Linked DNA regions of Sus scrofa: region 1 is linked to region 2. Evidence: chromatin contacts called from public HiChIP or PLAC-seq data. All regions are on one chromosome and are shown on one strand. The core of a region is the stretch at or near the end of the contact, and the rest is flanking DNA. Distances in the headings are between cores, read along the strand shown.

The links. HiChIP or PLAC-seq counts read pairs in DNA pulled down with a chosen protein or histone mark.
Region 1: a contact with region 2 is called in an H3K27ac HiChIP or PLAC-seq map of alveolar macrophages. The contact joins the enhancer-like site here to the promoter of RPAP3 in region 2. A contact is called at or near these places in 1 of 5 promoter capture datasets (liver), 26 of 47 Hi-C or Micro-C datasets (adipose tissue, alveolar macrophages, blood and 13 more) and 2 of 2 datasets of contacts at active chromatin or transcription factors (alveolar macrophages and skeletal muscle).

Annotation. Positions count from the first base shown.
Region 1 is chr5:78,197,024-78,203,569 of Sscrofa11.1, reverse strand. No RefSeq gene overlaps it. Among named protein-coding and RNA genes, the nearest start is that of HDAC7, 14 kb to the right of the region's middle. Within about 2 kb of position 4,634, at least 30 of the 83 cell types and tissues checked have an H3K27ac peak or open chromatin away from gene starts, as enhancers often do. A contact at or near this core is called in alveolar macrophages, fetal liver, omental adipose tissue and 1 more, where this site is marked.
Region 2 is chr5:78,062,832-78,069,462 of Sscrofa11.1, reverse strand. RPAP3 (RNA polymerase II-associated protein 3) reads left to right here and starts at 3,211. Exons shown (of 18, transcript XM_021092589.1): 1 at 3,211-3,301; 2 at 6,168-6,349. The coding sequence starts at 6,197. It overlaps LOC110260775 (a long non-coding RNA gene), which reads right to left and starts at 4,029. Exons shown (of 3, transcript XR_002344182.1): 1 at 3,106-4,029.

The sequences.
Region 1 (6,546 bases), core at 3,385-5,884, 130 kb before region 2:
TGGAGACAAAACTGTGGCAAAGAGATGGGGAGGTAGGCACAGAAATCTGTCACACGTGGAGCTCTAGTTAAAACTGTCCTGAATTACGTCTAATTATGGTCTTTCTTGGTCAGCGTTCCCCAACGACCACCGCCACCAACTTCACGGCACACATTTTATGGACCCGTGGTTAACGAAGTGGCTCCTGTCCAGAGAGAAGCGAGCCAATATAGCGGCGAGAATCAAGTTTGCTCTGTGTATTCGTTGTGTCACGATTTCTATTCACGTCCCCTGGCGTTCCCTGGACCGGTGATCCTGTGACAAGGTCCACAACCCACCCTGCTGCGGCCTGTCTGCCACTCCAGGATCACGTGTCACCGTCCATACGGTGAGACTCGAGCCACTTGCAGCTCTGACAACGCGCTGGGCAGGCCGCCTCTACACCAGCCCTTCTTTGCTTTTTGGACCCCTTAATGCTGTTAAAAATAAAGACCTCCCCACACAACATTGTATATCAACTATATTTTAATAAAAAATCATCATAAAATAAAGGACACCCCCACACACACACAAAGAGCTTTTGTTTATGTGAATTACATCCAGCAATAGTTACCAGGTTAGAAATTTAAATGGAAAAAATTTGAAAATACTCACTAAATTTAAAAAAATAATTAATCTTTTATAAGTTAACGTAAATAAATGTCTTATTAAAAATAAGACATTTAGAAGTTCCTGTTATGGCTCAGCAGTTTACAAACCCAAGTAGTATCCATGAAGATGCAGGTTTGATCCCTGGCCTCACTCAGTGGGTTCAGGATCTAGAGTTGCTGTGACTGAGGCTGTGACATAGGCTGCAGCTCCGATTTGTCTCCTAACCTGGGAACTTCCATATGCCACAGATTCAGCCTTAAAAAGAAAAGAAAAAAAAAAGACATTTAGTGACCAGGACAACATTTAGTGTTGTTTGATAGCTCTGCAAATCTCTTTGAAGCCTCTGCTCCTGCTTTCCACCTGTTAGGGTCTCACACATCACAGAAACTTTGGAAAACTTCTCTGTACACAAGTGAGAGGATGAGAGTTAAAAAGGCAAATGAGGCGTTCCGGTTGTGGTGCAGCGGAAACAAGTCTGACTAGGAACCATGAGTTTGCGGGTTTGATCCCTGGCCTCACTCAGTGGATTAAGGATCTGGCATTGCTATGAGCTGTGGTGTAGGTCGCAGATGCAGCTCAGGTCCTTCATTGCTGTGGCTGTGGTGTAGGCCAGCAGCTATAGCTCCAATTCAACCCCTAGCCTGGGAACCTCCATATGCCGTAGGTGCAGCCCCCCCCCCAAAAAAGGCAAATGATGTCTTAGTATTATTATGACAGTAGTTTGACCTTGCAGAGCCTCTGGGGCTCAGGGGTCCACAGGGGTCCCCAGCCAACACTCTGAGACCCACACTCCACACTGTCCCCGGCCTTGTTTCCTCAGCCTGAGGTGCCCCATCCTGTCCTTCATTCCCCAGTTTTCTCAACCAGGCAAACTCTTCCTGCTCCTTGAATTTCCAGTTCAGGTCTTGCACAGATTCCTCCCTGAACGTGACTGTGCTGTACCCTCCCGGGCCCCTTCTGGGTAGAATGGTGCACCCACTCTGTTTGGAGAGTGAAGTGTACGTTGCAGTGTGTTTAAGAGTTCTGTGTTGCCTGTGGGGCTCCCTACCAGATTGGACCAAAGGCGGGATTCCATAAACGCAGCTGAATAAAGGCATGAATGACCAAATGAATGTGAGGCAACATGCCGCCCACTTCTGTCAGCATCTAGCAGAGAAGAGCTGATCCTTACAATAGCTGTCAAGGGAAAAAAGTTCTGCTTGGGTCCCTGCTGGAATATGACATGCAAACAGCCTTATGCAAATATCAACACCTCCTCTTGAACTTTGGAAACTGAGAAGTTAAGTTCCTGTGGCTTCAGAAGCCACATCCTAACTACTCCCTAAATCATCTGCCCCACATCCCTCAATCTATTTGTGCACAGTTGGGGTTTGGGGACCCAAATGCAGAATTTATCCCTATTCATGTCTATATGATTTCATTTCTCCCACACTGAGATTAGCCTGCTCAAATCTTTTGAGTTTTTGTTTGTTTGTTTGTTTGTTTTGTATTTTGGGGCAGCACCCGTGGCATGAGGAGGTTCCCAGGCTAGGGGCTGAATCAGAGCTATAGCTGCCTTCCTAACACCACAGCTCACAGCAACACTGGATCCTTAACCCACAGAGTGAGGCCAGGGATCAAACCTGAGTCCTCATGGATACCAGTCAGGTTCATTAACTGCTGAGCCACAGCAGGAACTCCTGCTCAAAACTTCTGAATCGTCACTTTGTCATCCAAAATTGTAACCACCCCTCCTGACCTTGATCGGCAGACCATGTCCAGAGTTGGCCGAGACAGAGCCAAGACGATGCCTTCCTGCAGGGTGACACTGGCGCACTGACTAGAGCCCTTTGGTTCAGTTTTATTCAAGCCCTTGCTGGGATCAAGGGAAGGGGTGGGTCATGAGATTGAGTCCTGGCAGGGGAGTAGTTGGACAATCCAGGCATCCACAGGAATTTGGGGAACTTGTCAGCGCTTCCACAACCCTCCCTCTCCTGGACCCAAGAGTCTCACCCCAAGTCAGAACAGAGTCTTACAGAATTAGATGAGATCTGAGCCAAAGATCAGGGATCCAGGGATATCTGATATAAGGGATGCAGGAAGGGGTGTATCAAGTATCAAATTCCAAGCTGGATTGTTCTGCAACTTCTGTCTGAGCTGGACTCAGGGAAGAAAGGCACAGCCTCCCAGGTCCTGGTTGTGGAGCGGGGAAGGCCATGGGCACAACTCTGCTGAGGCATCTATACCTTGGTGACAAATGGAGAAGGCACATAATGCCCAGCCTGGTGTCCCTTCTTTAGCTCCACAGGCCTTCCCACAGCCCTCATCACTTGTACTCAGAATCCTACATGGGGGAAAGGCCTGTAGGGCCCTGACCCCACTCCATGTAATTACACATCCTGTGAACATCTGTGGCCGCCAGCACCAGGCCAGGGCGAGGCCAGGCAAGGGCAGGGGCCCCAACTGTGTCTGAGCCTGGCTCTTGTTTCTCCATTTGCCTACCAGACCGGCCAGGTAGAGCAAGCAGCCCAACAGAAAGGCCTGGGCCGCAAAGGCCCGCCCCCACCTGTGTGTGCAGGACCAGGTTGGAGGGACAGGGAAGCCCCTCCCCCGGTGTCCCAGGTGTCTCCTCCAGCCCCACCCCCAGTTCCACTGATTTAAATTTCTTCTCCTCTCCTGCTCTGGAGCCCCAGGGGAAGGGCAGGGAGGGGAGGGTGGAACAGCCTGGGGTGATAAAGTGGGGATGGGGAGAAGTGATAAAGGGGGTGGGAGAGAAGCCGGCCCCACTTCCTCTCCGATAGGGACCCCGCCCCAAGGGGCTCCTGCCTTCTGCTGTGTTTACAGGAAGGCCTTGAGGTGGAGGAGTGGATGGGAGGGGAGCCGAAGGGGGCAGGATATGGGTGGCCTTGGAAGAGGACCGTTCAGGTCGTCGTTGGTTTGCTTGGTGGTTGTTTCTCTGAGATGCTCACCAGGGGCCTGCCCCCACCGCAGGCCAGCAGCCCCTCTCCACGCTGGCCCAGCCCCTCTCCACGCTGCTCCTGACCTTGAGGGAAGCAGCCAAGAAGGTGAAGGAGAGCAAGCCGTCCCAAATCCTGACAGTGCATCTCACCAGCTGTGCAACTTGGGGTCAATGCCCTGAGCCCTCTGAGCCCGAGTCCCCCGGTCCCCCCCTCCAGGAAGGGTGACAGGGTCTCTGTGAAGGTAACAGGAAGGTAACACCTAAGCCAGCAGGTGAGAGCAGCAGAGGCAGCCTTGAGGGGGAGCAGGATTTGAACTCCCGGCGGCGGGACTGCTGGCAGCCTGCTCTGTCTCTGTGCTGCCGAGTGACGATAACAGTCGATAACAGTCGTACCTACTTCACAGGCGTCTTGAGAACCAAGTGAGCACATGATGGCCTTAAGACTTGTGCCTGGCACGCAGAAAGTGCCTGGTGACTCTTAGCTCCATTGTTAGAAGTGTCATCACCCTCTTTGGGTTCCTCTCTCCACCCCCACGCACACACATCCGGACTCAGGACAGGAGGGGGAACCAGTCAGGACTCACAGGTGGAACCTTTTTGTGCAGGACCCCAACGGTGCTCCCAGCCCTGCTCAAACCACCCAAGGAGAGGGAGGGCTGGCCCCCACCCCACCGGGGGCACCCCGGTCCCCCGGCCAGGGCTCTGCTCCGCCCCATTATCTCCTCCTGCAAAGCCGCCTCCACCCGTCAACCCCCAACCGAGATTACAGACCCTCAACTGTCTCCAACTGCCCTGATTCCGACCAGGCTGGACCCTCGCCCCCTCCACACACTCCTGTCTGCCCCACCTCTGTCCCCCTGGGGGCGGGGAGGCTGCCTGCTTCTCTGGCAGCTGGGGACATGGGGACCAGGATGGGGGAGCCGCCGGGAGGACACGGCCCCCACCGCGCGGCTGACGGAAAGCTGGTCTCTGGGGGGAGCCATCTGGGGGCCCCCTCGGCGTGCCTCTGCCCTTCTTGTTTCAGGCTCTCCGCGTCTGCAGTTTCTGCCTCCCTCCGTCTCCGTCTCGGGCTGCGCTTCCCCGCCCCCACCCCAGCCAGCACACCTGGCTGCTCACATCAGATAACCCGACCACAGCAGCTCCCCTCGCCCAGCCCGCGCGGCAGCCCCCTCCTCGCCCCCTGCCCTCTTCCTCCCCTGCCTCCCCCGCCTCGTCGAGACCTCCCTGGGGAGGTCTGGGGAGGGGCCCCCAAAGCCGAAAGCTTTACTGGGTCATGAGGGTGTGAGAAGGCTGCTCTTCCCATCCCCCAACACACACACACACACACACACACACACACACACAGTGGAAATTCTATACCCCTGTGGAAACGGAACGAGGGGGAGGGAGCCAGGGACCAGCCTTCAGGTACCAGGAAGATCCAGCCTGAGGAAGGAGGGGGTCCCAAAACGGGCTTCCAGAGCTCCCTGCTCCTGGGCACAGAGGAGCTTCTTCCCGTTTCCCGCCTGTGTGAGGTCATCTGGCATCAGCGGTGCCCGCCCCAGGCCCGGGTCTGGGCTGGGGAAGTGGATGGACAGGGGCCGGGCCACTTGCTGTCTCAGCCCCTGCCTCCCACTCCCCAGAAAAGTCCCAGTTAGGGAAGAGCTGGGGGTGGAGGCGCTTTCAGAGGAAGCGGTGCTGAGACTGGGGGATGCCAGTTTGGGGGGCGAGAGCTGGGCAAGAAGTTGTGGGAAGGGGAGGGGTGGGGCACAGGAGGGGGTGGGACAGGGACTGGTGGGTGTCTGGGAGCTGAGGCTGGAGGTTTTAATGCCTCTTGACAACAGATGAATCATAGGCAAATTATGTGGAAATGATGGCATAAATAAAGATATGTTATTTCAAGGCCCCAGCGTGTCGTTGTCGGAAGAGAGCTGAGGGGGGAGGGGCAGGAGGCTGCCCGGCCGGATGGTGCCTGTAGGTGGGGGCCCAGGTAGAGTTCCTGGGGGGGCAGTGGAGGTGATGGCCCCCTCACATCTCTTGTCACCTTCAGGGTGATGTGAAACAGCAGGTGGCCGACCACAGCCTGCCAACCCCTCCCCCAGGGCAGAGCAGCCTTCACCAGCCCTAAGCTCCGTGGTGATCCCCCCAAACCTCCCCAACCCTCACTGGGGCCACCGCTCCCCACATCCACTGTTTCCTTTTCCCCAGTGCCTGCTCTTGACCCCTGACCTCTGGGAGCTGTCCCTCCAGGGTCTTGCCCCAGCAGCGATGCAGGACCCAAGCAAGCTCCAGGACCCTCTAGTGGACAGAGCGCCCCTGGAGGCCAGACAGGGAATCTGAGTTTATTCCATCTAGATGGAGCCAGTAAGTGTACCTGCTAGAGGAATGAATTCAGGACCTCCATCAGCTTGTCAGGGTCCTCCCCGTAGCCCAGTCTAGGCTCCTGGTCAACCCTCATCCCCACACTCCACAGCTCTTCACAACATGGCCAGTTATTTTATTTGACTTTTTTTTTTAGGGCTGCAACCGCAGCATATGGAGGTTCCCAGGCTAGGGGCTGAATGGGAGCTACAGCTGCTGGCCTACGCCACAGCCACAGCGATGCCAGATTTGAGCCACACCTGCGACCTACACCACAGCTCAGGGCAACACCGGATCCTTAACCCACTGAGCGGAACCAGGGATCAAACCCACGTCTTCATGGATGGTAGTCAGATTCCTTTCTGCTGAGCCACGACGGGGAACTCTGTCCGTTATTAAACACCTAGAAAACCATGCGTACTCACAACACCTGACACAATCATGACCTATTACTAGTATTTCCTCTCACGCTTTTCCTCTGTGCCTGTGCTGGGTTTCATTAAACCTAGTTGCCATCACGGGTCATGCACAAATCTATCTTCTCCTGTGATGCGATGTCACTTTCATAAACATCTTTTTAACAGCTTTGTAATTTTCTATTAAGTGGAAATATAATTTGCTTCATAAGTTTCCAATTG
Region 2 (6,631 bases), core at 1,962-4,461:
CGGCAACGCCGGATCGTTAACCCACTGAGCAAGGCCAGGGATCGAACCCGCAACCTCATGGTTCCTAGTCGGACTTGTTAACCACTGCACCACGACGGGAACGCCAATAGAATCTTAAATAACCAAAAGGTAAAGCGAATAAAGTCTAAGAAAAACAGAACATTACCAAGTGCTGTGGGATGACAGAAGGGGTAACATATACATAATGGGAATACCTGGAGGAGAAAGAGCAAAAGGAATAGAAGAAATATTTGCAACAATAATGACTGGGAATTTCGCCAAATTAATGTAAGACATCAAACCACAGATCCAGGAAGCTCAGAGAACACCAAGCAGAATAAATCCAAACAAAAAACTACCCCTTGGCATATCACTTTCACATTATAGAATATCAAAGATGAAAATGCTGAAAGAAGTCAGAGGGTAACAAAACACGTTATCTATAGAGAAACAAGGGTAGGAATTAAATTTAACTTCTCAGAAACCATATAAGCAAGAAGAGAGAGGAATGAAATATGTAATGTGTTGAGAGAAAACCCTCACCAACCTAGAATCTGTACCCTGCAAACTATCCTTCAAAAGGAAAGTGAAGGAGAAATAACGACTTTTTCAAGTAAATGAAAATTGTGGGAATTTGTTGCCAGTAGACTTGCTTGGCATGAAATGTTAGCAGAAGTTCTTTAGAGAGAAGGAAACTAATATAGGTCAGAAACATGGACCTATATAAAGAAAGGAAGAGTGTCAAAGAAGGAATAAGTGAAGACAAAATAAAAACTTTCATTTTTCTGATTCTTAATTGATAACAGTTTGTTCAAGATAATAATAATAACAATATATTTGATGATACATACTTATGCATGTATGTATGCATGTATGTGTGTATCTATGTATAAATACACACACACACACACACACACACACACACATATATATATGAAATGAGTGACAGGTACAAGGGACGGGAGGGAAGAATTAGGATTAATTTGTTATTATAAAGTACTCATACTATCCAGGAAGTGGCAGTGATATTTGCAAGTGCACATGGTTTAGCTGAGTATATATATATATATTGCAAACTCTATGGCAACCATTAAAAAAAGTTAAAAAAAACTTATATTGCAACAGAACAAAGGGTGGAAAAAAAATGTATACTTGTAAGTGTAACTTGGTCCCCATGCTGTACAGCGGAAAAAAGAAATAAATTAAAAAAAAAAGTTAAAAAAGAAGTATAACTGATATGCTAAGAAAGGAGAGAAAATGGAATCATATAAAATACTCAAAAGCATAAAAGGCAGAAAAAAGAGTAGAAGACAAAATAGGAACAAAGAACAAGGGCAACAAAAAGAAAACAGTAATGAAAATGGTAGATATTAATACAACTATATCAGTAATCACTTTAAATGTCAATGTTCTTCATGTACCAATCAAAGTTAGAGACTCTCAGAGTAAATTAAAACACAAGATCCAAGAGTTCCTGTTGTGGTGCATTGAAAACAAATGCGACTAGCATCTGTGAGGATGTGGGTTCCATCCCTGGCCTTGCCCAGTGGGTCAGGAATCCCACATTGCCAAGAGCTGTGGTGTAGGTTGCACATGCAGCTTTGATCTGATGTTGCTATGGCTGTGGTGTAGGCCAGCAGCTGTAGCTCCAATTCAACTCCTAGACTGGGAACTTCCATATGCTGTGGGCGCGGCCCTAAAAAGCAAAATGAAACAAAAACAAAAATAAGACCCAATTATATGTTGTAACAAGAAACCCACTTTAAATATAAAAACATATACAGATGAAAAGGAAATGGAAACATTACCACATTAGGAGTTCCCGTTGAGGCATAGTGGTTAGCGAATCTGTCTAGGAACCATGAGGTTGCAGGTTCGATCCCTGGCATTGCTCAGTGGGTTAAGGATCTGGCGTTGCAGTGAGCTGTGGCGTAGGCTGGCAGCTGTAGCTCAGATTCGACCCTTAGCCTGGAAATCTCCATATGCCGCAGGAACAGCCCTAAAAAAAAGCTAAAAAGAAAAAATTATAGGGCTATTTCAGATGGAAAGGTTTATTTGTTTCTGTCTGTTTTCACGGGCTTTTAAAATTATTTTTGTTTTACAATTTTATTTTGTTTTATACTTTTTTTTTTTTTTTTTGCCTTTCAGGGCTGCATCTGTGGCATATACAAGTTCCCAGGCTAGGGGTCTAATCAGAGCTGTAGCCACAGCAATGTGGGATCTGAGCCACGTCTGTGACCTACGCCTAAGCTCAGGCAACGCAGGATCCTTAACCCACTGAGGCCAGGAATTGAACCTGCGTCCTCATGGATACTAGCCGGGTTCATAAACCACTGAGCCACGACTGGAACTCCTGTTTTACAGTTTTAGACTTGCCATGAAAATGAAAGTTCACTCACACAGGAAGCAGAAGCACATAATGTTAAAAGCTTCATGTTCTTTTCACTTAGTGGCTAGGGCACATCAAAAGATAGGTCTTAATACTGACACACGTCCAAGAAAGATTCAGAGATAGATACTTAGAAAAGGAAGGAATTTACTTGCAAAAGTGCAAGGTAGTCAGACTGAAGAACAGATTTGCCAAATACAAGTACTTAAAGATTAAAAAAAACCCTGCAAAATTAGTATAGTTACCATAGCCTGTTCATGGTAGAGAAACAGTAACTTTCCCACATGATTTTCTTTTTCTTTTCTTTCTTTTTTTTTTTTTTTTAGGGCCTCACCCATGGCACATGGAGGTTCCCAAGCTAGGGGTTGAATCGGTGCTGTAGCCACTGGCCTACACCACAGCTCACGGCAACGCCAGATACTTAACCCACTGAGCGAGCCCAGGGATTGAACCTGCATCCTCATGGATCCTAGACAGATTCGTTTCCGCTGAGCCACGACGGGAATTCCCCCACGTGATTTTCATATGCACAAAAGTGATAAAATACGGTTACAAACCAGCAAGGCAAATATTAGGGATAACAGTGGGAGCGATCCAAAGCATTATTCAAGTTATTATTATGTGGGGAATCAGAACAGGCCAGGATGATCCTGCAGTTTTTGGAGTACCTACTGTGAAGCTGGAAGCAGGCAGAGTCAGATTTTGCTTTAACACACCTGTCAATCCTCTAGGCTGATTCCACCCAGAGGAGGAGGGCTCAGCGCACCTGATCTTCTGCGCACGCTCCGTCCTGGCTCCAGGGGGCGGGGCGAGGCCACGCGAGGACTTGTGGGATAGCTCAGGAAGGCGGGGCCGGCGTGAGTAGCTGAGAGTCGGGCGCGGCGGTTGTGGGGCCGGTAGTGGCCTGGTGAGGTGAGCCAGCTTTACGGTTGTCACTTTTTGCGAGGGAGCTACGGCAGCAAGGAGGCTTCTGGGGTCTCCCCGCAGGAGGAGGGTTTGCTGCTGTGGGTACCGGGAGAGACCGAGAAGGCCAGGGCGGGCGGCGGGGGCACCGCGTTGGGGCGGCGTGGCGGTGTCCAGGGTAGCGGCGCACTGGGGAGCGAGTTCGGGAGGCCAGTCCCTAGACGGTCAGCTTTGCTGGGGGTCTCTCCACCCTGGGTGCCGCGGGCATTGGTCGGTTTGTGGTGGTCAGGGCCGCAGACCCACCCTCCCGAGACCTCTGTGGGGCCCGCCCCCTTTCGGCGGGGGTGTGCAATGCTCGCTCGGATGTAGAGTAGAAAGTGATACCTCCAGGCGCTGGAAGTTTCTGGTTGCGTGCCTGGATACAGGTTCTGTGGGAGCAGAGAGGTGATGGGTGAAATGGAAAAGCTTTCTACTTCCTACAGTAACTCAATGCCTTGTTACGCTTTTATTCACGTTTTTTGAGCCCCCCCCGCAAAGCATTGTTCTAGTTTTATTTTTTTCATGAGATGTACATATATGATCAAATATGGGCACTGCCTGAAAGAAGCTTAAACTTTAGTTTCTGGGCCATGACTAGGGGTCTTATCTGTCGTTGCAAACATCTTTTCCTCCAAGAAGAATCATTTTTCTAGTCTCCTCTATCTTTCCCTCCAAACCTACTGCACTTTTTGGGCACCTTGCCCCATCACTCATCCCCTTTCCTATATCTTTTTTTTTTTTTTTTTTTTTTTTAGTTTTTTGAAATATAGTTAAGTTACGAGGCTGTGATAGTTTCTGCCGTACTTCAAAGTGAGCCAGTGATACATGCACACATATCCATTCTCTGATTCTTTTCCCACATAGATTATCACAGTATACTCTGTAGAGTTCTCTGCACTGTACAGCAGGTTCCTGTTGGTCCATGGTTCTGTATACCTCGGTGTGCATATGCCAGTCCCAGACCCCCAGTCCGTTCCCCGCCTCCCCACCTGTCCCCTCCTGTATCTTCTTTTACCCTGTTTCTCACTGCCCCCCTCCACCCATACTCCTGAGCAATTTTAGGTTATGAAAGGCAAAATTATGCTGATCTCCGTTATGTCTTATTTACTCAGCTCATTTTATCTCTGTTCCTAAAAAAATTCCATTAAAACTGTATGTAATCGGGAGTTCCTGTTGTGGCTCAGTGGTAATGAACCCGACTAGTATCCATGGGGATGTGGGTTTCATCCCTGGCCACAATCAGTGGGTGGGGGATATGGCGTTGGCTATGAGCTGTGGTGTAGGTCGGAGATGCAGTTTGGGTCACAAGTTTCTGTGGCTATGGCGTAGGCAGGCCGCTGCAGCTCCAATTAGACCCCTAGCCTGGGAACTTCCACATGCCTTGGATGTGGCTCTAAAAAGACAAAAAACAAACCAAAAAACTGTGTAATCTTTATATGACTAAACAAATTTAACGTACATTATTTCTCCTGTATGATCTCTGCGGTATTTGGCATTGTTAAGTATCTTTTTGAAAATTCTCTTCTGTGACAGTATTCCAAGTTTTCTTCCCAGCTCTCTAGATGCCACTGCTTAGTTTTTACTGGGTTGGCCTGTCTTCCTTGGTTTGTTCCCTAAATGTTAGTGTTCTCCTGTCCCCCCTACCCCCTTTGTCACAGTAGTTAAACATGTCCAAATCCCACAATTGTAGCTTCTTTTTTAAGACCTTTTAATTATTTCACTGTATAACATACTGGTGAAATACCCAACTGTATTTTCTCAAACGGCAAATGAAATGCAGAATAATGTTTTTCTTTGATTTCTGAAAATCTCAGTATCATCTGTGTTTTGGAGGATTTGGTTTCCTACGACATCTATGATTCTGTCCATGAGGATACCAAAAGTGCTTAGTAGTAAAGAACATTTTGCTAAGTTGTTCTGTCATGGGTCCTTGCTCTAAGTGTTCACCTTTTCCTTCTAATCTGGGTGTCAGCACTAGATCATGTGTTTCTTCAATATCATGTACAGGATCTGGCCGAGGGATAGGTTTTGTGTGTTCATATGGAATGTCCACAGAAGGGTGATAGCATGCTGTTGTATCAAGATGATTATCAGTTAGTATGAAAGAAGATAATCTGAAGAGAAAGTGTTTTTAAAATCTGCTTCTAGGTATACCTATATTTCATCCCTTGACTTCTGCTCACCGTGAGCCCATCATCTTGCTTCTCAATGTAGCTTCTATCTTTATGCTAATGACACCCAAATTTATATTTCTAGCCCATATTGTCTATGCTAATGACACCCAAATGTATATTTTGGTAAGTACCTACTCAGTATGTCCTCCTGATGTCCCATAAGAACTCAAATTAAGCTTATCCCAAACAGGAAAATTGTCTTTACACTTGTCCTCCAATCCTGAAACCTCTTTGCTTTTGAAAATTGTAGTCAGGTTGCTGATGGCGTGGCATTGATCCCTGGCCAAGGAACTTCTGAATGGGTTCATGCAAAAAAAAAAAATTATGAAAAGGAGTAAAGGATGTATTTAGGCTAAACTTATAAACTCTAGAGATGAGCAGCCAACCTACCAAAGGCTACTTGCTAATTTCAGTGATTTCCTCCCCATTGCCTTTCATTACATTGCAATGTGGAGACACCCAAACTTGTCTTTTTTTTTTTTTTTTGCATTTATTATTCAACAAATGTTGATCAATTCATTTGAAACATGAAATACTGATTTTTTTTTCTTCTGCATCACTTTAGGCTCCCTTCTTTACTTGTATCTTGGCCATTTATGAAGAGGTAAAAATCATTAATTAGCTAGGTTTCAAAAAACAAATCTATTTAATTTTTAACAAAGGTTGGTTGGTCAGAACTCTGCAGGCCACAATGACTTCAACAAATAAAGCAATTGAATTACAACTACAAGTGAAACAAAATGCAGAAGAGCTGCAAGACTTTATGAGGGATTTAGAAAACTGGGAAAAAGATATTAAACAAAAGGATATGGAACTAAGAAGACAGAATGGTGTTCCTGAAGAGGTAAATTTCTTAACTAAATTCCTGTTTTAGCATCTAGCAAAACTGTTTATTTTAAAGTAAAGTACTACCGGAGTTCCCGTCATGGCTCAGTGGTTAACGAATCCGACTAGGAACCATGAGGTTGTGGGTTCAATCCCTAGCCTCTCTCAGTGGGTTAAGGATCCAGCGTTGCTGTGAGCTGTGGTGTAGGTTGCAGACGAGGCTCGGATCCCATGTTGCTATGCCTCTGGCGTAGGCTGGTGGCTACAACTCCAATTAGACCCCTAGCCTGGGAACCTCCAC